Linked DNA regions of Mus musculus: region 2 is linked to region 1. Evidence: chromatin contacts called from public HiChIP or PLAC-seq data. All regions are on one chromosome and are shown on one strand. The core of a region is the stretch at or near the end of the contact, and the rest is flanking DNA. Distances in the headings are between cores, read along the strand shown.

What was found. HiChIP or PLAC-seq counts read pairs in DNA pulled down with a chosen protein or histone mark.
Region 2: an H3K27ac HiChIP or PLAC-seq map of embryonic stem cells shows a contact between it and region 1, with 15 read pairs. The contact joins two enhancer-like sites. A contact is called at or near these places in 4 of 39 promoter capture datasets (the HPC-7 cell line, cranial neural crest, frontonasal cranial neural crest and 1 more), 1 of 15 datasets of contacts at CTCF or cohesin (the NIH/3T3 cell line), 2 of 484 Hi-C or Micro-C datasets (bone marrow-derived macrophages and nephron progenitors), 5 of 115 datasets of contacts at active chromatin or transcription factors (all in embryonic stem cells) and 1 of 9 other capture datasets (embryonic stem cells).

Annotation. Positions count from the first base shown.
Region 1 is chr10:59,555,843-59,563,312 of GRCm38.p6, reverse strand. The region is part of intron 1 of Mcu (mitochondrial calcium uniporter); the gene reads left to right. Among named protein-coding and RNA genes, the nearest start is that of Gm40671, 16 kb to the left of the region's middle. Within about 2 kb of position 4,467, at least 11 of the 459 cell types and tissues checked have an H3K27ac peak or open chromatin away from gene starts, as enhancers often do. A contact at or near this core is called in embryonic stem cells, where this site is marked.
Region 2 is chr10:59,816,724-59,824,193 of GRCm38.p6, reverse strand. The region is part of intron 8 of Micu1 (mitochondrial calcium uptake 1); the gene reads right to left. Gm23803 (a small nucleolar RNA gene) reads left to right here and starts at 6,397; the gene lies at 6,397-6,528. Within about 2 kb of position 2,638, at least 28 of the 459 cell types and tissues checked have an H3K27ac peak or open chromatin away from gene starts, as enhancers often do. A contact at or near this core is called in embryonic stem cells, where this site is marked.

The sequences.
Region 1 (7,470 bases), core at 3,218-5,717:
CTTTGTCTGTTGGGAGGCTGAGGAGATGCTATAATTTATTGGGTGAATGGGAGTCTTGTGGCTTGTGGCAGTATCCCTTCTGAGCGCTTCCTAATAGTACTCCGCTCGTATCCAGAGCCGCACTCTGAGACTTGTTGATCTGAGTGTGTGCTGGTAAAGCTAGCATATTACCCAAGTGGCCCTGGCCATCCCTTTCATACTCTGATCTCTCTTGGCTGCTTTGTTCTCTCTTCTTCAGTTCTCTTGGTGTGTGTCCCACAACATCAGAGTTTTGAGTTTAATCCCTGACCTAAAGGTTTGATTGGTTTTTTTTTTTTTGAAAGAATTATATGATAGCAAGGTAAATGATGAAAAAGCAAATAAACATTTCAGAAAACACTTGAGTGGTTTATTGTCAAGGAGATGGTTTTATTAGTGAGGGTTTCATCAAGAAAAGAGAATCCATTTCTGGCATTTACAGCAGAAGGGATTTGTAACAGGAGAATTCTAACGCAGGCATTGAGGGAGCCAAGTAGCATGTAGTGAGGTAATGTAGAGACTAACAACAGGAAGTCGCCACCTTCACCTCTTCCAGCTGGAGAAACACAGGAAGGGGGGAGCAAGGAGGTTGCACATGGAGCCCAGCACTTCAGAGAGGAAGGACGTTATTTGATTGGGTAAGGGCAAGTACAATATGCTCCACCTCCCTCCCTCCCCCAAAGTACAGAAAACTGTAGAAACTGCTATTTCTGAATATGAGTTTTGCACATTTTCTCTGAGGTGCCAGCCTTCATGTCGGTGCTAAAGGATAAAAGTAGGGGAAAATACACTAAAAATTAGAATAGCAGCACGCGCGCACACACACACACACACACACACACACACACACACGCACACACACACACACATTTCTGAAGAGAGGGTAATAATGTATGCTTTGCTGGTAAAAGTAGTCTGAAGAGATCATGAGACCTTTAAAGAGACCTCTGCGTCCACAGATGTGGGTGTGTACTAGTACACAGAGAGGTGACACACAAAGTCTGTCCACCTGGTGAAACTGAAGCATCTTTGTGAAATCCATCCCTTCCCGTCCTCTGTGGTTGGGTGAGACTCCCTGATAAGCACTGGTGGGCAGCTTTCTCTGTGTAGAAAGACAGAGAAAGTCCGCTGTCCTTTACCTCACTCTGTAGGCCAGGCTGGCCTCGAACTCAGAGATGCCCCTGCCTCGGTCTGTCCCTCGAGTTCCCAGTGATTCTTATTGCTTTAGCATCCCTTTTCCATAATAATATTTAAACTTTCTCTTGAAATCAGAGTTTGAATGTGAGTGAAGACAATGATAAATAATGCATTTATAAAAAAAATTTAATGCAATATTTAATAGAATGAGCTTCCAAGGCCCCAAATCTGTAGCCTAGCTAATTGTTCCCTATCAAGTGTGTTTCTTTCTGCTCCCCAAGTCTGCATGTAGGCTAATAGTTCTGCTCATCTTCAAAACTTAGCATGAAGTTTTAATGACCATTATGCCTTAAGATAAGAAGAGCCCTCAGCACAGCAATGGGCTGATACTCTTATGGATGGAAGGTCTCTAAGGTCTCCTTGCATCATTCAGTGAAGCCCTGATCTTGTAGCTGTGGGCAGACATGACCTGTAAGATGATAAAGGTTAAATGGGCCCTAACAATGAGGCCTGCACCACAGATACGTGAGCTTTTCCAGGTGAGACACAGAAGCTCTTTCTGCTGAAGAGGACACAGCTGGAAGGCAGCTGTCTGTCCTTCAGCCATGGGCCCTCACTAGCCTGAGGCCTGCTGAACCCTGACCTGAGCCTTCTAGCCTCCAGAAGAGAAAGAAAAACCATTGCTACTGCTTAACCTACCCACTCAGGTCACTGCAGGCTGAGGCACTCTTCATACCTCATCAAGTTAAAAGTCTTGGTTTAAAAAGTGGGCAGTGGTGGCACACACTTTTAATCCCAGCACTCGGGAGGCAGAGGCAGGCAGATTTCTGAGTTCGAGGCCAGCCTGGTCTACAGAGTGAGTTCCAGGACAGCCAGGGCTACACAGAGAAACCCTGTCTCGAACAACCAAAAACAAAAAAAAAAGGAAAAGAAAAAAAGAAATGGCTCTCAAGGAAAAAAATCATGCTATGATGCTAGAAGTCAGGCTTTGAGAGAAGGGACATACAGTGAGCACTCACTGAGTGAAGAAGCCATTATAGGTCTTAGGAGGGTTTTTTGTTTGTTTGTTTTTTGTTTGTTTTTTGGTGTTCGGAATCAAACCACGTGACTTATGGCCCTTCCCTCAAGACCTAGATGTATTTTTCAAATGTATTTTACGATTTAATCCTCATAAAGAAAGAAACCTAGATAATAGACATTCCTATCCAGCTTTGAAGATAAGGCACGCAAGGCTTATCCACAGTCTTATGGTTAATTCAGGGTAGGGCTAAGGTTTAGGCCTAGCTCTTTAAAGGCTTTTTCATCATGCCCCGTTTCTTTCTATTCATCTCCTACTTGTTTGGATCTCACTAGGATGCCAGGCAGAGTGCAAAGATTATTGCCATTTTAGGATGCTAGCATTAGGCAAGGATTTTAGGCTTCAGTTAATCCAACTTTTTGTTTTATGGATGAGAAAGAAGGCTCAGCAAGGGAGTTAATGGACTCACTTAAGATTACGTAGCAATTAGTGAAGTTGGAAGATCAATGGCACTAATGTTTTGTAGTTCAAATTTAAACGTGTGTAAATGCTAACTATCAATAACGAAACTTCCCCTCTGTCTTCTGATGGTTTGCTGAAGTGAACGGACAGTGGGTAAATGACTAGCAGAAGCAGCACACAGATTTATGAGTGTATTCACTTTACTGTAGTATTTAAGGAGCCAATGAGGATAGAGGTTCGCACAGTCCTTTTGTAAGGGAGGTGGGGTGTGGTCAGTGTGAGGAAAGGATTGATCTTCAGGGGACGTGAAGGGCTAGAGAGCACACTGGTTTGTAACTGGTTCTCTGTGAAGGTGAAGGACGATAGTGGATGTCAAAGCCAGACTCCGCACGGGGATTGTCCTCTTCTCTTCAGAGAAACATTTAGTCTTCTCTGGCTGGTGGAATCTCAGGGCCAGGATTGAAGACCATTGAAGATTTTTTTTCCTTCTGGATCTAAGCTTTAGGCTGGGATGTGTTGGCTGAGCTTTTCTTTTTCTCTTTCTTTTTCTTCTTTTCTTTCTTTCTTTCTTTCTTTCTTTCTTTTTTTTTTTTTTAAGATTTTATTTATTTTATATGTATAATGAGTACACTGTAGCTGTCTTCAGACACGCCATAAGAGGGCATCAGATCCCATTACAGATGGTTGTGAGCCATCATGTGGTTGCTGGGAATTGAACTCAGGACCTCTAGAATAGTGCTCTTAACAGCTGAGCCATCTCTCCAGCCCCAGCTGAGCTTTTCTTGAGGCTAACAAATGTCTGTTCACCCAAGCCAGATAGGTGCATCAGCAACAGACCAGAGACACATTCCACCCAAGTTCATCCACTGACTTTATTGAGTCCAGGCCTAGGGCCTCTTTATTCAAAGAGTTGAAATAATGTGTTACCTAGATGACAAAAGTGACAATAACATTGTATTCACAGTGAAGCAAGTATAGATTAGACAGGAACACACTCTCAAGACTGACAACAGATCCCATGGGCTAAGGTTCTCAAGGCCCCAAATGTCTGTGGCTTCTCCGAATGGGACCAAAAAAAGGGGAAAGGGAGCCGTTTGCCGTTTAGTCACTCGGGGCATCCTTTGGGTGGTTCTCTATCTTTGATAGATTGCATTATGTATCTATTTCTTTACTGTGAATTTCCCATAATGCATCTGGCTTTTTTTTTTATCACATGTATACCTAATCTCACTCAGACATAAGACAGCAAATAGTGGGTTCTTTCTAAAACTTCACTTACACCAGCATAGTTTACTTATTGCTCGTGTACCAAAACTAGTTTGGTTGATCTCATTTTCATAGCCGAACAGAGTGTTCTGTCTCAGATTTGATGTTCAGTATGAGAAATGTATTCCATGTTTGGAGAGGGCTGTGTTTGTGCAGTACCTGCAGGTAAGGCCTTCAGGTTGCCAAGTGCAGTATTAGCAGAGGCCTGTGTGCCTAGCCCAGACCAAGTGGAGTCGCTGAACCATTCCCTATGCTTGCCAGCCCCAAGCTTTTGTACTGGAGGAGAGGGGTTACCTACAGGACTGTGTGTGGGTGACTTAAGAGAGCTACATCACTGGAAAGCCCCACCCAGCAGAGGCAGGACTTGCCAAAAGTTACGGAGAGTCCACTCTTGGTTAAACTTTCTCAACTGGTGACCGCTTGTTCCATCCAAGAACATATCCAGCAGGACAGAATTATATACAACTTGGGGTAGAGGAGAGGACATGGGGATGGTGGAGTGGCTGGAGTCTCAGGTGAGGTTCACGAACCTATCTGTACCCTCTTTTGGGAGAAAACAGGCCGGATCTTGGGAGGTCCTCATAGCCGCTCTGATTATCATGGTAATGCCCCTGCTGTGCCTGAAAGGTGTTCCACCCTCCTGGAATTTCTGAGAAAAGCTTCTTTTTGCACTGGCTGGCCTCCAAGTGTTCTCAGTGTGAAGCAATCAGCACACCAGGGATCCCATCCTGAGATGACATTCCCTAAAAGCCTCCAGGTTTAATATGGAACCCATTTTAAATCACAAAATGAGTCTGAATCTTTTTACTCTGTGTCCTACAGAATGGAAGTAGCCATTGGTAGGAAGACATCCAGGCCAGGCACGGCTTACAGACTGTCTTCATGGAGGAGGGGTGTTAAGATACTAAGATGATGGAGTCATTTGTGGCCAGAGAACCTTGTCTAGCTCTATAACACGGCTCCACTTGTGATTTGATTTTAGTGTACTGCCAGGTACTGAACTCACACCTTACACACGCTATGCAGATGCTCCACCACCGAGCTGCATCTCCAGTGCTTTTGATATTATACAGTAGCCATTGTCCTTGCCTGCTGCCCTTGAAAGTTCTGTGTCATCTGGAAGACTGACTTTTCCCAAATTCCATTTTGATGAGGAGACTAAACTATATAAATGTTGATTTGTGCAGTTTACTTCTTACTAATGATCTGCCTTCAGAATTCGCATCTCTGTGATTTATAAACTGTGTAAATGAATCTGCAGCAGGATCCTCTGACTCTCCATTCTTCCCAGTGCACCTCCAAGGGCGAGAAAATATAGAGAACCAACTGCATGGGTGGTTACAGATTCTTCACTGCTTATATTGATGTAATTAGCACAGCGATGGGCACAAACTGTATGTTTCCACATGCACACCAAGCCGGGATAATTGATAGGATGTGCGCCATAGTATTGACTTTGCCTATTAAAAAGGGTAGGTAATGTCAATTTTAGAGGGTTATAAAGTGGCATTTTAGTACTCCTGAATATTTCTAAATCCTGATTCAAGAGATGAACCTCGAATACTAATTTGTTTTATTTGATACTTAGGAGACCCAAGTGCAAAGCTCTGTGGATAAATAAGGTAGTTCTTGTTGTTTCTTAGAACTAACGGAAGTAAAAATAAGTTCCCATGATAATATGCAATATTAAAGCGTGTCAGATATGAAGCTACAGAATTCAGATTTTTTTTTTACATTCTTTGTTGTTGTTATTGGTGGTGGTGGGGATAAGGGGGTGACACACGTGTGTTCTAACACACAGACAGAGGTAGAGGTCAGCTTTGAGAAACTCAGGTCTCTGCTTCCTATGTGGGTCCCAGGAGTCAAGCTTAGGTCATCTGGCTTTGTGGCAGGCACCTTTATCTGCTTAGCCGAGTCATTAGTCTGAGAATGTAGATTTTTATTTTTTTCACACCTATATACATAGGTTTCATGGGAGGACTGGGTCAAAGAGAGTAGCTGCCCTGATAACAAAAGGGGCAAGCCGGAAGTAAATCAGGGCCAGCAGATGTTTCTAGAATGGCTTGTTGGAGAACAAAATTCTGGTTTTGGATTGAAGAAAAAAATGTTTTAATCATAGTAGTAGCATCTTTGGAGTTAAGTCATGAGCTGCTATTGCTTCCGAAGTCCCACTGAGGACTTCATATGCACAGGATCCAGTCTGTACTGAGAGTGCTATAAGTCAAGTTCCTACTCAAAGCAACAGCATGTGCTACTCAGAGAGCAGGCAGCAACAGTGTAACGTGCAAAACCATCCCCAAGGATAGGAGGCTTGGCTTGTTTAAACAGAGTAGCATGTATCCCAGGCTGTAGATGTGCACCACCGTGCCCAGGCTATGCAGTTGTAAGGTGTGGAACCTAGGCTTTGTGCATGCTAAGAAAGAACTCTGCCAACTAAGCCAGCCCCCTGTGACCTTTTTGGTCTTTTTCTGTTGATGCTCCTGTAACAAATCCTCACGAGCTTAACAACAAACTTGTTATCTTGCAGGTCTGTAGGTCAGCAGCTTGCCTGGGCTCTCACTGCACCATAACGAAGGTGTCGGGCAGGCAGTGCTCTCTGCTTACTCTAGCAGATGCCTGCTTTACCTTGCTCCTGCATTTCCTGGCCTGGGGCCCTTTAACAATAGGAAGGAGGTCCAGCTTCTCTCAGGCTGCCGGATCTCTGCTTCTCCACAACCATGAAAGGATTTCTGGTTGTATGTGGTCAGATTAAATTGCACCCAGCCTGGATGGGGGTGTAACAATGTTTGTAGTCTCTTACTGCAGACAAGATAGATAACATTGTCACAGGCTTTGAAGGTTAGGATGTGGACATATCCGAGGGCTGCTATTTTGTCCAGTACACCAACCAGGATGATTCCGGAACCAACTTAAGTTAGGGAGACAGAGATACCTTCAGGGGGAGATGAGCTGGACCTTGAATTGTTTGAAGAAGTAGAGAGACGGCTGTTGGATTGATATACCAGATCAGTGTCGGATGGACATTTGAGTTCAGGGCACTCTATGAGCGTATGTAGAATGCTATACATTTGCTTGCTTATATCCTATTTATGTATTTACTGTTGGAGATGGGGGCTCACAATGTAGCCTAGGCTGCCTCAAATTTGACACCCTTCTGCTTCAGTATCCTATAGAAACTTCTGGGTTTAGATGTGTGTGCCCCTCTGCCTGGCTCTAAGTTTATGTTCAAGGAACAACAAAAAAGTTCAAAGTGTAGTATGAGTTGGTGAAGTTGAGAGAGAAACGGAAAAGGTGGTTTGATCTGGGTTAGACGTTATATCTGAGTCCCTGTTTATCCTGTGGACAAATAGTTGTGTGACATTGAAGTATCTGAAACCAGGGAGTGATGTGATCAGATTTCACTTCAGAGAGATCATTTGCTACTGGTGGAAGGACAGGCTGGAGGCGGAGTGAGATGCTGGTACCATTCAGGTGTCTTTATATATAATTCATCTGATTATGGCTTTGGTCTGGGCTGCTGGGTCATACCATCTGCTGAAGGAGAGCACAGGAAAGCACTATGAATGCTA
Region 2 (7,470 bases), core at 1,389-3,888, 260 kb before region 1:
GACTAAAATGTCAAGGGCCATGGATAGATGTTACATGGCTGGAGAGATCATGTGTACACTTATTTTTTTGACATAGACTTCTCACTGTGCAGCCCACACTGGCCTCAACCTCATGATCCTGCTGCCTCAGCTCTCTAAGTGTGCCCCGCCATGCCTGACTCCCATCTTGTATTCTTTCTTAGCATTTCTGTTGCCATGAAGAGACACCTTGACCATGGCAACTCTTAAAAAGGAAAACATTTCATTGGTGCTGGCTTACAGGCTCAGAGGTTTAGTTTATTGTCATCACTGGTGCGATATCTGGTGGTGTGTAGGCAGACATGGGGCTGAGAGAGCTACATCTTGATCTGTAGGCAGCACAGGCAACTGTGCAACCATACTGGGTAGAGCTTGAGCATAGATGACCTCAAAGCCCTCCTACACAGTGATGACACACTTCCTTCAATAAGGTCACACCTCCTAAGAGTGCCACTTCCTATGGGCCAAGCATTCTAATGAGTCTACAGGGGCCACTCCTATTCAAACCACCACATATTTTTTTAAAATTTAATTTGTAATTTATTTTTTACACCCCATATTCCATTCCCCACCCCTCCCCTCCCACCCTCCAACTGCTCCACATCCCACACCTCCTCCCCACCACACCCCGTCTCCACACGGATGCCCGCACCCTCCACCCCATCTGACCTCTAAACTCCCTGGGGCCTCCAGTCTCTTGAGGGTTAGGTGCATCATCTCTGAATGAACCTAGACCTGGAAGCCCTCTACTGTATGTGTGTTGGGGGCCTCATATCAATCAGGATATGTTAAATCCTGACAAACCTGCAGGTGCGCCCTTGGAGTGTCACAGGCATGTAATCAGTCCTCCAGGTCACCGAGGGCCTCAAGGAGAGACCCAGGTAATTACAAAATTATCATAGTGCAGAAAACAACTGTGTATCTTGGAAGCAGTCTGCATTACCGGCTTGCACGACTTAGCAAACACATGCCCCACTTAAACTGGGGTCCCTTAAGCTCTGCTTCAGTGACAGTTAAGGGATTCTATTTTCCTTCGCCCTGTGGCGAAGAACGTGCGCAGGCAGGCCAGCACATCACTGACCATCTGTCTGCCTACCCATGTTTCACAGGCAGCTGCCCAGGCTTGTGGCTTCCCTATGCAGCCGCGACCACATTCTCAACCGCATACAAGCTTCCTGTTGACCCCAGGGGCTGCAGGGCCACAAAGAAGGGCCAAAAAAGAGAAGACAGCGAACACTGGGAGATTCTTCCTGGCTTTCTAAACACAGTGCACCTTTCCTTCCCACCCCTGCTCCTTGGTGACAGGAGGGCTAGTCTTTTGGAAGGACAGATAATATACATTTAGCTATATGATACCTATCTATCTATCTATCTATCTATCTATCTATCTATCTATCTATCTATCTATCTACCCGAGGAAGATGAAAAGCTAGGGAGAAAAAAATACATGTTTTATTACAAGTGCCAAAAAATGAGGCTAAAACGAGTAGAAGGAGAGAGAAATCAGTGTCTGAGAGTGTGTCACTGCTCAGCAAAGGCTTTGGAGGGCGCTGCACTCTGGGATGAGGAAAGCCCGTGTGCTCCTCTGTACAGTTACAACCTCTGCAAATCCCTCCCTATATCCGTGTTTCAGAATGACAGGCTTCCCCAGGCCTTTCCTAGCTTCTGAACCGCACAGAGCCACACTGCACAGTGACCTCAGGCCACTTAGCCAGACACATCTGTGCTCTTCAGTGGGACAGAACGGCAGGGCCTCTGTGCCATTGTTCTTTCTGTCTGGAGTTTCATACCACTAGTTCATGAAAAGGAAAAAGGCTTACAGGCACCATTCTCTATGGGAGCCCTCCTCTTAAGGGAATCGTGACGTATTTTAAAGTTTGAGTTGAAATCTGTTTATGTAATGGACGGGCGTCTCTCAACACAAGAGGAATCTTTACTGTCTGGTGCAGGTTGTCTCCTGGCAAGTGGAGAAAGAAGGTCTACAGTCTGGAATGCGGGCACCACAGCTCACTGCTCAGCAAGGGCTAACAGGATGATCCCAGTCGCCATGACATTACAGAGTATTAGCTAAACTGCTACACTTCTCTGGGTTTTGTGGTGCTGGGTCCTTGTGCATGCTGGGAAATTATTTTACTTCTGCATGATATGCCTGGCCTAAACTAAACTATATTTTTCAATTCCAAATCTTAAGACTTCTTACATTTTAAAAGACTGGTTAAGCTGGAGCCAGGTGGCAAACACCTTTAACACCTTTAATTCCAGCACTCAAGGCTGGGCGTGGTGGCTCATGCCTTTGTCCCAGTGCTGAGGAGGCAGACCTCTGAAGTGGAGGCCAGCCTGGTTCACACAGTGCTCCAGGGTAAACCTTGCTTGTCTTCTGTGGCTGTTTTGTTGGGCCTGGGAAATGTGGTACGCTCCTACAGTCCTCACTACATGGAAGGTTGAGGAGGGAAGATCACTGAGCCTGTGGATTTAAGACCTGCCCCAGTGGATTGTTGAGATCTGACCCGCCCCGCCCCGCCCCGCCCACTCCCCACCTCCCACCCCCACAGTATAGCTGTAGCCATTTTGTCCCATGCCTGCCACCAGCTATTTCATACTGTTGCTGTAACATGCCTGCCAGTTGCTGACACAGAGAAGTGACCTGACTCAGAGCAGGGTCATGCTGACCACATGCCCTGTTATGTTCTGTATGAGGGTTGTTAATCTTAGGAAATTCCACAAAGCTTTATGTAGGACTCATCAAGTTAAAGGTCAATATGAACTGTTCTGTCTAAAATGGCTTGAGTCAGAGCTGACCACTGGGCAGCACTTCTCGCACCTGTCTATGAGCTCATTGTGTTATTATTATTGTTGTTGTCATTATTATTATTATTTATAAGCTGACAGAAAAAGATGTCTGTTGTCATAGTTTAGATAATTCTGAGTTATGACCCTGGTCTGACCGGTATTAAGGTATGCAGTCAAGAAACTACTCTTGCTTAATTGAGATTGGTATTCCTATTGATTTGTGTGGCGACTCTGGACCCTAACACAATTAGAAGGATGGAAACTGGGACTGTGACCAAATCAGCTGACTGAATCATGAGTCAAAATCATTAGTCAGACCAAGAAGGGGTCTAACTGTCGGTCTGAGAGTCCCACGTGGTATGCAGACATACATGCAGGCAAAACACCCATACATATGAAAATAGGGACAGTGATATTAATATAAGATAAAAATGTTTGCCCTTTGTTAAAGGACGGTAAATTTTTCTGCTCAGTTGGACTATCTTTTAACTTTGTTTAGGTCTATTTTATGTATGGAAATCTTCATTATAGCTAGATATGTAGGTAAAAAAAAAACTGGTTATGCCTAAGAACTCTTTCCTGGTAAGGTAAGAAACTAAATATTCACCTGTACTTTCTTTATTTTCCTTTGTTTGAGACCAAGTCTGACTATAATGCCCAAAGTTCCCTTTCATAGACCAGGCTGGCCATGACCTTTTTATCCTCTTTCCTCACACCTGGAATGCAGGGATTACAGCTGTTACCTACTAGGCCTCACTCATGGTTTCTGTATTTTGAACAGGGAAGCATCACCTCAAATACTAAAAGACACTTAACGGTGGAGTTTAATGGTGGAGTTTAACGGCAGTGATCAGCTCCCTGAACTGAAGAGCAGATCACGGTCTACAGCTCTGATGCCGAATTTGGAACCTGAGGGAAGCAGACGGACTTTCAAGCTAACTTTGGCTCCTGGTGAGTTCCAGGGCAGCTTGGACTACATAGAAAGAACCTGTCCTAAAGAAAAAAACCAAAAAAAGAAAACCAAAAAACCCCCCAAACAAAACTACACGAGGGGAAGAAAGGCTGGTGGTGTGCTCAGGTGATGTGGTAATGTTGCTGAGCATGCACGACACCCACGCCCCCTTCGGCTCTATAAACCGGATCTGATAGTATATGTCCCAGCACACAGGGAGGTACAGACAGGAGGGTAAGGCATTAAAGGTTATCCTTGGCTACGCAACAAAGGTCATTCTGAGCTCAATGAGATGCTGTCTTAAGTTAAAAAGAAAATATAAAAAAGCAGATTAACAGTGCCGGTTTTTAAATTTTTGCTGAGCCCCACATCCACCCCCCTTTGAACACAGGGTCTCACTGTGTAGCTCTGGCTGTCCTGGAACTCACTCTGTAGACCTGGTTTGTCTCACCTGCCTCTGCCTTCTGGGATTAGAGGTGTGGCCGCAATGCCTCAATGATCGGCTGGGAATTTTAACCATCCTTTAAGTATCATATGAGCCTAGTTAATGAGCGTGCCTCTTCTGAAGGAAGAGTCCTGGGTGACTCTAGGCCAGTTAACCTGTCTTCTGTTCAAATGTGCATCAGTGTGGAGTTAGGAAAGATATGTTTTCAAAGGAAAGGATGCCTGGAAGAGCCACACCCTTCAGAGGGAGACTCTGAGACTGCAGGGACTCAGTTTGATTTCACTGGAGGCTAACACTCAGTCCTTCCATGCTGGATCTGGGACCTCCGTACACCAACCCACAGACATCAGCAGCCTACGGCAGCACTGGTCTTCCTTCCCCAAGAACCTGATCAATAGCCTCATGAAAGCAGCTGCTGTGAAACGTTCCAAGCCATCATCACTGAAGTTAATGTTTCTGCATGCAACTGCCGAGGAATACGGGGGCTTTCCCCTTTAAGAGGACTTTCAGCAAGCAGTGGATGTTACAGGCGACTTCTGATTCCCGCAACACGAAAGTTCCCTAGCTCTGCACTCTCTATTCCTGTGAGATCTGAGAGGGCCAATGTGACTCAGAGTTCAAGGACACTCTCCTTTTCATGTTGAGATCACAGGACTCATGGAAATAGAAAGGCAGCCTGGGGAAGGGGTGAGGAGGGGGAAGAAACGGCTATGCTCCAACTTCAGGAGGTGAGAACCAAGGACTAACTGTAGCTGCCGGACACTGACGCCCGTGTGCTTTCCCTGGAGTCCACCCTTCTGTAGAGAGAGCTTTGGGAAGGAGCCAGGGTGAAAATACAGCAGCTTCGTCCTAGTGCGGCCGACGGTGCATCAGTTTCATATGTGAGCGAGAGACCTGGCCTGTTCTTTACTTGATATGCAATACACTTTATTCATTTGGGTTTTCCCAGACAGGGTTTCTCTGTGTAGCCCTGGCTGTCCCCAAACTCATAGAGGGCCACCTGCCTCTGCCTCTCAAGTATGGTTGTGATTTTTGTTGTTGTTGTTTAATTTTAATTTCAATTTCGTGTGCATTGGTGTTTTGCCTGCATGCATGTCTGTGTGAAGGTGTCAGATCCTCTGGAACTTAAGTTGTAGACAGTTGTGAGTTGCCATGTAGGTGCTGGGAATTGAACTCGGGTCCTCTGGAAGAGAGTCAGTGCTCTTAACTGCTGGGCCATTGCTCCAGCCCAATGCAAGCATTAAGATGTAACAATGGTAATCAAAATATGGAATTTACGTTGGGCTAGGTGACTCATAATGGACTGTGCTTTCATCCCAGTGACAGAGACAAAAACAATTCGGGGTGAGTTGGTGTGTGGCTGAGGACCAGGCACCGAGGAGGCTGAGCGGGGAGTTCAGAGAGCTGGAGAAGAGCTCAGTCTACACGGCTCCCCGTCCCAGCACAGCTGAGAAGGAAAACAAAGGAAAACCTGGGAGAAAGTACATTACCCCACCTCTAGGCCCCTTAAGCCAAAATACCTTTAAGAAGCAACCTTGGGGAAAGATACAAAGATTTCTTACTGATAAGGGGGAGAGAACCTGAATAGGTCAGAATACATAAACCCTCCAACGGAAGTGCATACACTCTCCGTGGGCTCCAGCGTGACCTCACTGACACAGACATCAACGTCCCAACTGTGCTGCCCACATGCCTGCCAGTGTCTCAGAATAATGAAATAGAAGTGTAAAAGCCACCGGCTGCTGCCAAGGAGAATCCAACCACCCTAGACTCTCTGTTCCAAAGGAGGCGTTCATCAGTTGTGACAGGACTCGGAATAACTTGAGACTCTGGAGGAAGGCTCGCTTTATGCTATGGATTTGGGTAATTTTTCTTCTTGTCATTTTTCCTGTCTGGGTTGCCCCTTGCTTCATGTACTTGTATAAACCCTGTCCTTCTGTGAACCCTATGGCTCAGCCAGCTTTCCAGACTTTTCTGAGCTCTTACAGCAGGTAAGGCCTACTGGGCATGTCCAAACTGTAGCCTCCAGGCAACCAGCAACCTGGGACAGCTAGGAATGCAACCAACACAAAACTGTCAGCTTACTGAGAGCAGGAGGTATCTTTGTTTTTTTTTTTTTTTTTTTTTTTTTCTGTAACCTGTTTGTGTGGTTCCTGGGCCTAAATTTTGTAGATAATAATGTTGTGTCACAACTGCACCTAGAGGTGTTGCAGGTGTGGCTGCTATGTCACATGTGTGTCAGTAGGTGGCAGAGAAGAGAAAGGCTATGTTTACACTCAGTGTTCTGACCCGCATACATCTGAATGATAGGCAGCCTAACACTCCCAGGGAAAAAAAACCAAAATAATGTTGTGTCAATGTCGAGATGTTGGATATCCTGTCTGATATAACAGAAGAGTATATTTTGCACTGTGATAAGATTAATTTGTTCTTGGTGCCTGAATCTCTCATTATGTACTGCTTTAAAAATTCTTTTGTGTGTGTGTGTGTGTGTGTGTGTGTGTGTGTGTGTGTGTGTGCATGCATGAGCATACCGGGGTCAGAGGACAGCCTTGGGTGGTGGTCCTATCTTGTTTTCCACAGGGTCTCTTGTTCTCTGCTGTATATGCCAGGCTAGCTGGCCCCAGGGCTCCTGGTGATTCGATTGACTCACCACCTAGACTCACCATCCACCCTGCTTTAGGAGAGCTGGGGTTGTATCAGCATGCTATGGTTGGCTGTATGTGGGCTCCAACGACCTGAGTGCTGGTCCATGTGCTTTCATAGCAAGCAGTTTACCTACTAAGCTATCTCCCAGCCCACTATCATGTACTTCTTGAAGTAAAAGTCTGTGGTTTATATTATTTGGTCGGTTACACAAGTGCAGGGTCACATAGCATGTGCTTATTAAATAATTTTGGTTGAATGTGTCTCTGGCTCATTTACACAATTTACGTACCAATTTATTACCAAATGGGCAACTAAGACACACTCTGCAGTAGAGAATGCAGTAGGCCTAAGGGGGAGATGGCACAGCTTCTTTAGAATTGGTATTCATTCCTCAGGGTCGGGGGGGTGGATCTTGAAGTATCCCCTAAAGCTTTGAGGAGATGCCTAGGTATGGGCTCTGCTGGCTAGGAAGGACAGCTTGCTTTTGCAGGGTCACTTCACATACAACAAGCCCGGAAGAAACAATACACACAGCCAAGTACAGCGACAAGCTCCCAGGAGCTCGTGGGCGGGATGGCAGTTCCATGCAAGCCAAAACAATTTGTACTGAGATCTG